Regions from separate parts of the Macaca mulatta genome. Here region 1 is linked to region 2. Evidence: chromatin contacts called from public Hi-C data. All regions are on one chromosome and are shown on one strand. Each heading gives the region's core, a stretch centred on a gene start, on an enhancer-like site or on the middle of the called end of the contact. The rest is flanking DNA. Distances are from core to core; before and after follow the strand shown. Region 1 holds the start of RPP14 (ribonuclease P/MRP subunit p14). Region 2 holds the start of FLNB (filamin B).

Region 1 (6,729 bases), core at 3,479-5,978, 310 kb before region 2:
CCATCTCAAAAACAAAAACAAAAACAAAAACAAAAACAAAAAAAAAGGTAGATCTCATGAGGATAGAAAGTAGATTGGTGATTACCAGAGGCTGGGAAAGGTAGCAGGGTAGAGACGATGAAGGAGGAAAAAAAGGAATAGAAATGTGTTTATTACAATACATGAATAAAACATTTAAAAATACAGAGTTGTATAATTAAAACAAATTTTTTTTTAATGTTTGAAAAGCATTCTTTCCGTATTTCTTTCTTTTTTTTGAGACAAAGAGTCTCGCTCTGTCGCCAGGCTGGAGTGCAGTGGGGCGATCTCAGCTAACTGCAACCTCTGCCTCCCAGGTTCAAACGATTCTCCTGACTCAGCCTCCCAAGTAGCTGGGATTACAGGCATGTGCCACCACACCCGGCTTATTTTTGTATTTTTAGTAGAGATGGGGTTTCACCACGTTGGCCAGGATGGTCTCGAACTCTTGACCTTGTGATCAAACTGCTGGGATTATAGGCCTCCAAACTGCTGGGATTACAGGCGTGAGCCACTGCGCCCAGCCTCCTCCTGTATTTCTTACAAAGATCTTTGGAATGTTCAATCTACCAAGTGATTCCATACCTCCCCAAACAGGTCCTTCACGGCCGAAATAAGCAGCTGTTTGAACTGTGCAGCATTCAGTCCAACTCCACAATCTTGAAATTCTCTAAAAAAACATGAAAAAAAAAGACATCATATTAAATTTCATTCTGTTCAGATTGATGTTAGAAAAGTAATCTAAAATAGAACTTAGGAAACTAAACTTACAGGCAGACTTTCATGTAGTGGTACTCGGAAGGGTTTTTGTAAACTACTCTTTCATATGTGGCAGCAGGGGCAGGCATCTTCTCCAGTGCTGATCACACCTACAGTAAGTCAAGAGAGCTAGAAATGACCAATGCACATGCTATTTTTCACAGTTTTCATGAGAATTTGGCCTATTTGGGTTCTTTTTGTTTGTTTGAAGGCAGGGTCTCACCTGTCATCTAGGCTGAAGTGCAGTGGTGCAATCACAGTTCATTGTAGCCTCCACCTCAGGCTCTCCAGGCTCAGGTGATCCTCCTGCCTCAGCCTCCTGAGTAGCTGGGACTCTAGGCACATGCCACCACATCCAGCAAATTTTTGTATTTTTGTAGAGACAGGGTTTCACCATGTTGCCCAGGCTAGTTTCAAACTCCTGGGCTCAAGCAATTTGCCCATCTCAGCCTCCCAAAGTGCTGGCATTACAAATGTGACCATCAGGTCCGGCCTTCCTGTTGTTTTTGTTTTTTGTTTTGGAGGAGTCTCGCTTGGTCACCCAGGCAGGAGTGCAGTGGTACAATCTTGGCTCACTGCAAACTCTGCCTCCCGGGTTCAAGCAATTCTCCTGCCTCAGCCTCCCCAGTAGCTGCGATTACAGGCATGTGCCACCACGCCTGGCTAACTTTTTTGTATTTTTAGTAGAGATGAGGTTTCACCATATTGGTCAGGCTGGTCTTGAACTCCTAACCTTGTGATACACCCGCCTTGGCCTCCCAAAGTGCTGGGATTACAGGCATGAGCCACCGTGCCCAGCCACCTGTTTGGTTTTTAAAAGACTTCTGGGCACAGTAACTCATCTAATTCTGGTCAAACTAAGGTTACCAATATGAAGACAAAAGAAGTTTCTATATTCTGTATATGCCAAATTACTATACTCTTACTTAAAACATAACATAATTTTGGCTAACAATTGTCCTTATGAGCACCCAGCTCTGTGCTAAACATTTGACATGCCTTAGCTTGTCTTCAAAATGCTCCTAAGGTAAGCGATATTATTATTCCCATTTTTGAGAAGATGACACAGAGGTTTAGTATACGTAGGTAACATCTGCCCAAGGGTACCCAGAGATTCCAACCACTCCGAGCTCGCTCAAGACCAGTTATGATGCCTCTTTATCCAAAGAAAAAGGCATAAAGGAGTAAAATCTTAAGATTTGAAGAGTAAACATGAAGATCCTCTTGTTTACTCTCAGTCAACACAGAACACAAAGAGAAGAATGAGGGGTGGTCGTTCTGCCATCTTCTCCCATCCTGGGTCTGCCTGCTCTCAATCTGAAAGTCAGGTCTGTGCAAGACTGTCTGTGAATGACTGAGCTTAAACAGCACAGGGGTTGAGAAGAGGGATTCCTGGAATGGGCACTCGATGCAGCTTCTAAAAGGTCTGAACTTTCAAGAACGTAGAACATGCTCATCTCTCTGCAGACAGTTCCTTTCCTTGGCTCCCTACCAACCTTGCTCTCCCCTGGACAGGTCCTATTCATCCTTCAACTTTCAGTTTAAATGTCACCTCTTCAAGGAGGTCTTCTCTGACACCCTGCTCTAAATTAAGTCCCCAAGTTATGCAATCTCTTAACATTGTCTATTTGTTTAATATATGGATCCCCCACTGCAGGGACCAGGAAACTGAGGCCCAATCAAGGAAAGAGACTTATCCAAGGTCACAGAGCTACAGACCAGCATTTCCAAAACCACTCTGAGTTAGACCCAATTTCAACCACTCCCAGATGGTGACCTCTGGAGAAAAGAAGTCAGGGTCAAGGAGCTACATCTACCAATCCATTCAACAAACATTAATACTTTGGGACCTGGCGTGGTACTCATGCCTGTAATCTCAACAGTTTGGGAGGCCAGGAGTTTGAGACCAGCCTGGGAAACATAGTGAGACCCTGTCTCTTAAAAATAAACAAACAAACAAAAAAATTTAAATTAGCCAGGCATGGTAGTGTGTGCCTGTAGTTCCAGCTACTCCAGGGGCTGAGGTGGGGGGATAGTTTGAGTTTGGGAGGTTAAGGATACAGTGCACTGTGATTGTACCACTGCACTCCAGCCTGGGTGACAGAGCATCACCCTGTCTCCAAAACAAACAAAAAATACTGTAATACTATGACACAAAGTAGGTATTCAAATGAGGGAAAAGTGATAGTGGTAAGCCTATATATTCAAAAGAATCCTTGGTTTCAGGACAGCGGCAAACCTGATGCTTCTTTCCCAGTCACCAGAGTCTCCCCTAACTACAAGGGCAGGGCAAACAAGAAACCTCATCTGTTTCTTTCATTGCTTGGCGCATAAATGTTTTTTAGTGTTACTGCCTTGATGGAGCTGGCTGCCTAAAGTAGGGGAGTGAAATTACGCCCAGGGCTTAGATGCCAGTAAAACGAAGACTTACACAACGTCCACGAGATGGACAGTGGTGACGGCTGCACAGCGTTGTGAATGTATTCAATGCCACTTACGATAAATTTTATGTCACGTTATTTTCTGCAATTAAAAAAAAAAACTTACAAATGACAGCACTGCCCTCTGCAGGCTGTTCTGAGATTAAAGGAGAGGATGACTGGGAAATTATTTTGTATAGACTGGTATTAAATATATTCACCAGGCTCTCCACAGATGTGGGCTCACGAAGTCACTGTCACTATCATCTTTAAAGTCTTGTTGTTTGTTTTGAGATAGTGTCTCACTCTGTCGCCCAGGCTGGAATGCTTCGGGCCGAAGCAATTCTTGTGCCTCAGCCTTCCGAGTAGCTGGGATTACAGGCGTACATCATCACGCCCGGCTAACTTTTGCATTTTTAGTACAAATGGGGTTTTGCCATATTGGCCCAGGCTGGTCTCCAACTCCTGGCGTCAAGTGATCCGCCGACCTCGGCCCCCTCAAAGTACTGGGATTACAGGCATGAGCCACTGCGCCGGGGCTAAAGTCAGCCTTTTTTAGTGGCTGCACAGGGATGCTCCTAATCTGACCTATTAGTAATAAATCTTTGATTCCCCCTACTCCCCCGCTTCTCCAACTCTACGGTGGCCCGTGAGTCCATTAACATCTACTCAAACTACATCATTCCTCTGCTCAAAACCTTGCTATGGTTCCCGTTTTATCCAGAGTAAGGCCAAAGTCCTTAGAACAGCCTGCAAGGCTCTGCCTGGAGGTTCCGCAGGGCTGCCCCCCCCAACACCTCTGACCTCTTGTCCTGCCATTCTCCCTCCGCTCAATCCCCGCCACCATACAGGCCTAGCCTAGTTCTTTCGCACGCGCCAGTCTCGCTCCCACCCCTGGGCCTCGGCTCTAGCTTTTCCCCATGCTGGGAAACCTCTTCCTCCAGGCAGCCACCGGGCTCACACCCTTGCCTCCTTCTTGGCTTAACTCAAATCTCAATCGGTTTGGCCCAGTGCCCTTCTCGGCTAACACCGCACCCCACCCCCATGCCCCGTCCCTGCTTTCTTTTTCGTAGCATTTGCCTTTTTCTATGACTATTATGTAACTCGTTTATCTTTATCTGTACTCGCCCCACATCCCAACAGAAAGTCCACTCCAAGAATCTTGCTATCTTGTTCACTGCTGTTTCCCAAGGCCCTAAAACACTGTGTCGTGTTCAGTGGACATGCAACGTCCAGTTTCTGGACTAAATCAATCACTTTTAAAAGCTCAATTTCCCTACTGTTGAGAACTTGGGTGGCTTTCAGTATTTTTCAACAACCATTTAGCGCTCACCTCGCGCCGGGCGCACGGAGCGCGCTCAGGACACGGTTCCGAAGTCTCGCCTGCGCCTCTGCGGCCGAGACCCTGCGCGGCGCCGTACGGAGGCACGCAGCGCCCCGGGCCGGAACGGACTAGCGGCCCAAACCGCGCCGCCCGCCCCGCGCATGCGCCCGGGGCGCGGCCAACTAAGACGGCTCCCGAACCACCACCGCTCTTTGGAGAGCTTCCACCTACCCACTCTCCGTCGGACTAGCCTGACGCCTGCCCAGACTGCTATTCGCTGCAAGAACCCGCCAAGGCTTGGAGCTCCCCGGCAGCAGCCAGACCTGGGGCCGAGAAACTCCTGGTGTCTTTACGTTTGGCTTCTCCTCGTCCCGCCCCACGAAGCGTGACGCCCAGGCGGATATGACGTCACCGCGCAGCGTCTTCTTAAGGACCCAGGCGCGAATCCTGATCCGGAGCTGAGAGTGGCCGAGCTCAGCGCTCTCTGGTGTCCACTCCGGAAAAGCCGTATGTGCAGTTTGCTAAGGGTGCGGTTTATAAGGCGTATTTATTCCGCCTTGGACGGTGCTTCATAGTTATCCATTTCTTAATGCATTCATTCATTCAACAATTTTTTTTTTGTTTTTTTGTGTTTTTTTGAGACAGTTTCACTCTGTCGCCCAGGCTGGAGTGCATTGGCGCAATCTGGCTCACTGCAACCTCCACCTCTAGGACTCAAGCGATTCTTCCACCTCAGCCTCCTGAGTAGCTGGGACTACAGGTATGCTCCACCATGCCTGGCTAATTTTTGTATTTTTAGTAGAGACGGGGTTTCACCATGTTGGCCAGGCTGGTCTCAAACTCCTGGCCTCAAGTGATCTGCCCACTTTGGCCTCCCAAAGTGCTGGATTACAGACGTGAGGAACTGCGCCCGAGTCATTCTACAGAATTTTTTTTATTATATTATAACTTATTTATTTATTGAGATGGAGTCTTGCTCTGTCGCCAGGCTGGAGTGCAGTGGCGCGATCTCGGCTCACTGCAACCTCCGCCTCCCTTCAAGTGATTCTTCTGCCTCAGCCTCCCAAGTAGCTGGGACTACAGGCATACACCACCATGCCCAGCTAATTTTTGTATTTTTAGTAGAGACGAGGTTTCACCATGTTAGCCAGGATGGTCTTGATCTCTTGGACTTCGTGATCCGCCCACCTCGGCCTCCCAAAGTGTTGGGATTACAGGCGTGAGCCACCAAGCCTGGCCTAATTTTTGTATTTTTAGTAGAGACGGGGTTTCGCCATGTTGGCCAAGCAGGTCTCAAACTCCTGACCTCAGGCAATCCACCCACCTTGCCTTGCAAAAGTGCTGGGATTACAGACGTGAGCCACCATGCCCAGCCTACAAATTTATATCTAGCATCTCCTCTCCTCAATATCTCCTATGTCAAGCACTCCCCAAAGATAGTATCCACTCTCAGTGTCCCTTGTGACTCCCAGCACATGGTATGTGTTCTACCTAGGCCGTCCTGAAAAGACCCACAAAGTAAAGACTTTGTGCTAGGCACTATGCAAAATATTTTACATATGTTGTCTCATGGAACCCTCACACAATCCTGAGATGGCTATTACTATGATCATTACATTTCAGAGGTAGAAACTGAGGCGCAGGCCTGGCAGTGGCTCATGCCTGTAATTCCGGCACTTTGGGAGGCCAAGGTGGGCAGATCACTTGAGGCCAGGAGTTCAAGACCAGCCTGGCCAACATGGTGAGACCCCCATCTCTACTAAAAATACAAAAATTAGCCGGGCACGGTGGTGCACACCTGTAATCCCAGTTACTCAGAAGGCTGAAGCAGGAAAATGGCTTGAACCTGGGAGGCAGAGGTTGCGGTAAGCCGAGATCACACCACTGCACTCCAGCCTGGCAACAGAAAAAGAAACTGAGGCACAGAGAGGCTAAGTTATTTGCTCAAGATCACAGCAGTGGCATGGGCTGTCTGATTCTAGCCAGTGCTCTACACACTGCACTGTATTACCACCAATTGAGGGGCTGCAGTGGGAAGGAAAGCTTTAGTGTAAGCCCCAAAAGGATGGAGCCTTGTCTGTGTTGCTCACCACTGCATCCCAGTTCCTGGTACCCAATGGTGACCTAACATCTATTTACTGAAGGCATTTGTTCATAAATGGATAGGCTGGTTTTGCTTGGGTTGGGGGGCAAAGGGTTGCCTTGCAC
Region 2 (6,291 bases), core at 2,002-4,501:
AACACAACCTAAGCAGTGAATATATGAACCTTAGTCCAAGCTGGAGGTAACTTTGCCTTGAAGGACCATTACCCACAACAGCCTCAAGAGCTGAGGGAAGAAGCCTCCTGCTTTATCCCCACAGCAGTCCTGGCACTTGCCAAGGCTCTCTGTGGTCTCCAGAGGCTGGAAAACCTGTTTGTTGCAAGATCTCTCGGGACAGCAATTAGACAGCCAATGATACAAGTCATAAATGTGGTCACACCCTTTAACCCAGGAATGTCACTCTGGGGAATATGATCCAAGAAATCATTAAAAAGGAAAAAACTAGAATGTAAGTTGTGGTAGGAACAGGAAGAAGCTGCCAACAGCCCACAGGCCCAGCACAGAGGAAGGGGAACTAACCCTGGAATGTTGGGACAATGGGAGTAGCCAGGGCCTGAGTGGATTTGAAAATAAAAATCAGGAGGACCGGGCTGGGCGCGGTGGCTCATACCTGTAACCCCAGCACTTGGGAGGCCGAGGAGGGTGGGTCATGAGGTCAAGAGTTCGAGACCAGTCCGGCCACCATGCTGAAACCCCATCTCTCCTAAGAATATAAAAATTAGCCAGGTGTGGTGGCGCGTGCCTGTATTTCCAGTTACTCAGGAGGCTGAGGCAGAAGAATCGCTTGAACCCGGGAGGTGGAGGTTGCAGTGAGCGGAGATGGCACCATTGTACTCCAGCCTGGAGACAGAGCAAGGCTCCATCTTGGGGCGGGGTGGTAGGGAGTAGGGGGAGCAGGGAATCAGGAGAACCAAGTAAAAAAATGTAAGCGACCAGACAAAATCTAGAATGAGACCCACAGCCCCAGGCACTGATGACAGACAGTGCTGGAAGTAGCTGCTGCCTTTGTAAACAGTTGGTAGATCAGGCAGTCTGTGATTTGCTAGTGCTGCGGTTTGGTTTGGTTTGGTTGTTGTTTTAGAGATTTCATGTCATATCTGGATACTTCTGGTTTACTTTAAGTTTCTTTATTCAGTTAATTAAATAAATACACATTTTTAAAACAAAGAACAGATCCAAGTTGGGCCCAGCTGGGCCTTGGGATTCTTCAGAGGGGAGGCTGGTTTCTGAACGGTAAAGAATTCCAGAAGATTCTGAGGTTATCCCTCCGCAGTACAGGAGATGGACCCCAGGAAGAAGACAACGGCATGGCATGTGGGTTTTTCTGCCTGGAAGCCACCCTTGGGGAGGGGGAGGGCTGCTGGAGATCGGCTGGGTGGTGCCGCTGGGCTGGGTGGTGCGGCTGCCCAGGAAGCAGGAAGCAGCCCTACCTGCCAGGACAGGTGTGGGGGAAGGGAAGGGTGAGGCCCTGAGGCCTAGGGGAGGCTCAGCCTAGAGGGAATCCCTTTTCCACTGGAGAAAGTCCTGGCAGCCACACCCATCTCCCTTTCTTCCTGTCACTAGGGTCACTATAGTGACCTGCTTTCCTCAGGAAAAGATCCAAGTCACAAGCCAGGGCCAGTCCCTGGTTCTCCTTAGGAAGAGATCCAGACCCAGGACCCTCTCCCGCCCAAACCCACCCCCCCCACACACACACACACACAGGCGGATACACATTCTCTGCATACAAACATACTCTGCACACCCATTCCGTGTACACACAAACTCTCTTTGCATATGCACATGCTATACATACATGCTATGTGTGTACACACATTCTCTGCACACATGTCCACATGCACACACACATACTACAAACTCCTTGCCCCTACTGTCACGGCCCACACTCTCAGCCGCCTTGTGGCCCTCCTGGAAGCGCCCAACTATCTCAGACCACAAGGGAGACTTCATCCTTATTCTTCCTCCCCAGTCCAGGGGGCCCAGTCCAGCAAGAGACACCAATTCCCTCCCTTCTTTCAGGAAGACCCTGGTGTGGGTTTGGGAGGGGAGAGGAAAACAAAGCCTTCTTCTAACTGTCGCCCACTTCCTTCAATTCTCAGCTGGGCCCTACTTGCTGACCTTGGACAAGTCAACTAACCCTCTGGACCCTCTTATCTCTAAAACGGGTCTAGCCTCACCCCAGCTCGCAGGATGTGTAGGGACGGAGATAACCTAGAAGGCTGACAGTACACAGAGGACGCTAGTTGGGCTCCCTACAAGACAGCAATTACTGTTACCACCACCATCCCTACATTATAACTTCGGCAGCAAGGAGTGGGTTCAACCTGCGGCGCGGCCAGAGCTGAGCTTGGGAGCAGAGGGAGCCAGGACACACACCCGCGCCTCCCCTGGCAACCTCGGGGCCCACACCCATTCCAGCGACAGCAGGGGAAGGTACCAAGTCTCTGTCTCCACCTGGGCGGGGAGGCCCCAGGCGCAGAGAACGGTTCCTCCCCAGGTCTCATGGCCCGGCCTCCGAGCCAACGCCCATTCAGCTGCCGCAGAGAGAACCAACCTGGGCGCAGCCGGGCGAGCGCTCCGGAGAGCATCTGACTCTAGGGCCCCGCCCCCGGGGATGGCGAACGAGGGTTTCTAGTCCCCTAGCTCCCATAGGGGCGCCCCAGGTGCAGAGAAATGCCACAACTCCACCTCTCCTCCTGTGACCCCAGTCCAAACCCTCAACCCTTAGCCAGCCAAAGGTGCACTGCTGGGGCGCACGGCGGGGAGCGATCCCAACAGGTCCCAGCCCAGAGGAGGGCACCGGGGAGGGGGTCTAGGCCCCCTATATCCCACCCCCGGGGACGACTCCCAGGTGGGGGCGCGCTGCGGGAAGTCCTCGCCCTCCGCAGGGGTGCACGCGCGGGGGCGGGTCGGCACCACAGTCGGCGCCTGGGCCTGGCCAGAGAACTCACCGATGGACACGAGCTTGATGCTCTCACGGTCCAGGAACTCGAGCGCCACGGACACATTCTCGAGCTGCATCTGGCGAAAGGTGGGCCGCTGATGGTACTTGCGGTACATGCGCTTCTGGCTGAGCACCTCGAGCAGCGCGATGAGCCGCAGCCCGTCGCTCAGGTCGGTCTGCAGGTTGCCGATGCGTTTGTTCACGCACTTGAGGTGCTCATTGCACCAGCGTGTGAAAGTGTTCTGCTGTATCTTCTTCCAAGGCGCGTCCTCCGCCAGATCCTTCTCGGTTACCGGCATCCTGGTGGCGGGGAGAACGCAATGCGCAACGAGCTGCCGGGGACTGGTGTTTGGAGGCCCAAGGGCCGAAGTGGCGAGAACCGAAGCGGAGCGGGAGCGGGGTTCGAACTTGCTGCTACCGGAGCCACGGCCGGTGCTGCTCTGCGGCCGCCCGCCTCTGGCCGCGCGAGGCGCCTGGCCCCGCGCCTGCGCGCTGAGCCGCCCCGCCCCTAAGCCCCGCCCCGTACCGACCCTCCCGCGGGATTTCCTGGGCCACGCTCGCCCCCTGCCGCCTGCTGCAGGCACTGCGCCACACGGCGTCCTGGGACCCGCGCTCGAAGCCCACCACCCCAGCAGGACGTAGGGCTGCCTAAATCACCCCGTCAGCCCTGGGGTGGGGGGACTCGCGGGGACTGGGAGCCGGACAGAATGGGTCGGGCAGCAGTGGGACTTGCGGGAGGGGCGCGCAGAGCGGAGGTCTACATCCACATATACATTCAATAAAATTCAGTGAGGGCTTTTATTGAGCTCCACTTGTGTACCAGGCATTCTTCTCAGAGCCTGCCAACCAGTAGCAAATCAGACAAACGTATTGCACAACTTCAAGGAGTTCACAGCCTAATGGGAGAGAAAAGTGTAAATCCACCATCACCAACAGCCCAGTAGTGTGGTAAAAATGAACAATAAGGCTTGCTACCTGTCTTAGGTTCCAGTTACTGCTGTAACAAGTTACCAAAACTTAGTGTCTTTGAAAACACACATGCACAAATGTATTATTGTTAAGTTCTGTAGGTTCGATGGCCCACATGGGTCTCGCTTAGCTAAATTGGCAAGATGCATTCCCTTCTGGAGGCTGTAGGGAAGAATCTCTTTCCTTGCCTTTTCTAACTTCCAGAAGCTGCCTGCGTGCCTGACTCCTGCCCCTTTTCTCTGTGAAAGCCTGCAATGGGCTGGGCACAGCGGCTCACGCCTGTAATCCCAGCACTTTGGGAGGCCAAGGTAGGTGGATCACCTGAGGTCAGGAGTTGGAAACCAACCTGGCCAGCATGGTAAAACCCCATCTCTACTTAAAATACAAAAATTAGCCAGGTGTGGTGGCGCGTACCTGTAATCCCAACTACTGGGAAGGCTGAGATAGGAGAATCGCTTGAACCTAGGAGGCGGAGGTTGCAGTGAGCTGAGATGATGCCATTGCACTCCAGCCTGGGTGACAGAGCAAAACTCCGTCTCAAAAAAAAAAAAAAAAAAAAAAAAGAAAAGAAAAGAAAAGAAAGCCCGCTATGTCAGGTAGAGTCTCTCACACAGTCCTCTCTCCATAGGCGCATCTTCCTCTTTTATTTTTTTTTCTGCGACGGAGTCTCGCTCTGTTGCCCAGACTGGAGTCCAGTGGTGCAATCTCGACTCACTGCAACCTCCTCCTGGGTTCAAGTGATTCTCCTGCCTCAACCTCTTGAGTAGCTGGGACTACAGGCACCCACCACCACGCCCCGCTAATTTTTGTATTTTTAGTAGAGACGGGGTTTCACCGTGTTGGCCAGGCTGGTCTTGAACTCCTGACCTCAAGCGATCCACTGGCCTCTGCCTCCCAAAGTGCTGGGATTACAGGCGTGAACCACCTTGCCTAGGGCCTTTTTTTTTCTTTCTTTCTTTCTTTTTTTTTTTTTTTTTTTTGAGACAAGGTCTCACTCCGTCTCCCAAACTGGAGTGCTATGACTCAATCTCAGCTTCCTGCAGCTTCAGCCTCCCCACACCTGGCCCTTTTAAGGACTCTTAAGATTACACTGGGCCAGCTGGTTAGTCCACCATGATCTCCCTATTTTAAAATCAACTGATGAACAACCCGAATCCTGTTTGCAACCTTAATTCCCCTTTGCCACTTAAGGGAATGTTCACAGGTCCTGGGAGTTAAGATGTGAACATCTTTGGGGGCTGTTATTCTGCCTACCACAGCATACATTGAGCACTTACTCTGTACTCATCCAGGTTCTGTGCTAGGTTCTGAGATATGGCTGAGTCTCAGGCCAGCCCTCTGTTGACAAAAGCCTGAGTAATTACAACAGCAAGCATCGAATGAACACCTGCTGTTCCTCTGTGCCAAGCACAGTGCAAAGCAATTTCTTTCAAGTTGGGTGCGGTGGCTCATGCCTGCAATCCCAGCACTTTGAGAGGCCGAGGTGGACATATCACCTGAGGTTGGGAGTTCGAGACCAGCCTGACCAACGTGAAAAAACCCCATCTCTACTAAAAATACAAAAAATTAGCTGGGCCTGGTGACACATGCCTGTAATCCCAGCTATTTGGGAGGCTGAGGCAGGAGAATCACTTGAACACAGGAGGCAGAGGTTGCAGTGAGCAAAGATTGCGCCATTGCACTCCAGCCTGGGCAACAAGAGTGAAACTCCGTCTCAAAAAAAAAAAAAAGAAGAAGTAACCAAGTGGTTGAGCGGCTTGCCCAGGCCACACAGCACAGTTAGAACCATAATGCAAGTCTGGAAGAGAGGCACAGGGTGCCCTGGTACCAGAGAAGGGGCTGCTAACCTGGTTTGGGAGAGGAGTTCAGAGCAGGCAAGCTTCTGAGGAAGAGACTTAAGCAGGACTGCAGGCAAGGGCTTGCAACTTTGAGGGCTGCCCAAGAGAGGCCAGCCAATTTATGGGTAGAACCATTCTGTAACAGGTTATTTGCATACAATCAATGTCAAAGTGCTTTGTTCAGACAGATGAACTGACTCGCTAGAAATGGTCACAACAGCCTGGGGGCGAGAATATATTACCTGGCCCTGGCTCACAATAGGGACTTAGTAAGTACACTCTTGTGTTGCTTAACAATGGGAATGCTAGAGGATTTTGTCATGATAGGAACACCAGAGAGTGTGCTCACACAGACCTAGATGCTACAGGCGACCACACATCCAGGTTAGAGGGGATCGCCTGTTGCCCCGGGCTACAAACCTGTACAGCAAGTTACTATATTGATACTGTAGGCAGTTGTTACAGTAAGTATTTGTGAATCTAAACATTTAAAAAGTATAATAAAAATACAATATAAAAGATAAAATTGGGCCACGCGTGGTGGCTCATACCTGTAATCCCAGCTCTTTGGGAGGCCAAGGCGGGTGGATCACTTGAGATCAGGAGTCTGAGACACCCTGACCAACATGGCAAAACCCTGTCTCTACTAAAAATCCAAAAATTAGCCAGGCATAG

What was found. Hi-C and Micro-C count contacts between places; a contact is called where the count stands out from the background.
Region 1: a Hi-C map of fetal cortex germinal zone shows a contact between it and region 2, with 6 times the contacts expected there. The contact joins the promoter of RPP14 here to the promoter of FLNB in region 2. A contact is called at or near these places in 4 of 14 Hi-C or Micro-C datasets (cortical neurons, fetal cortex germinal zone, fetal cortical plate and 1 more).

The regions. Positions count from the first base shown.
Region 1 is chr2:121,859,954-121,866,682 of T2T-MMU8v2.0, reverse strand. RPP14 (ribonuclease P/MRP subunit p14) reads right to left here and starts at 4,728. Exons shown (of 6, transcript NM_001266712.1): 1 at 4,531-4,728; 2 at 790-887; 3 at 604-688. The coding sequence starts at 866.
Region 2 is chr2:121,551,776-121,558,066 of T2T-MMU8v2.0, reverse strand. FLNB (filamin B) reads right to left here and starts at 3,251. Exons shown (of 46, transcript XM_077993247.1): 1 at 2,817-3,251. The coding sequence starts at 3,108. LOC144339257 (a long non-coding RNA gene) reads right to left here and starts at 5,697. Exons shown (of 2, transcript XR_013414084.1): 1 at 5,626-5,697; 2 at 3,587-3,705.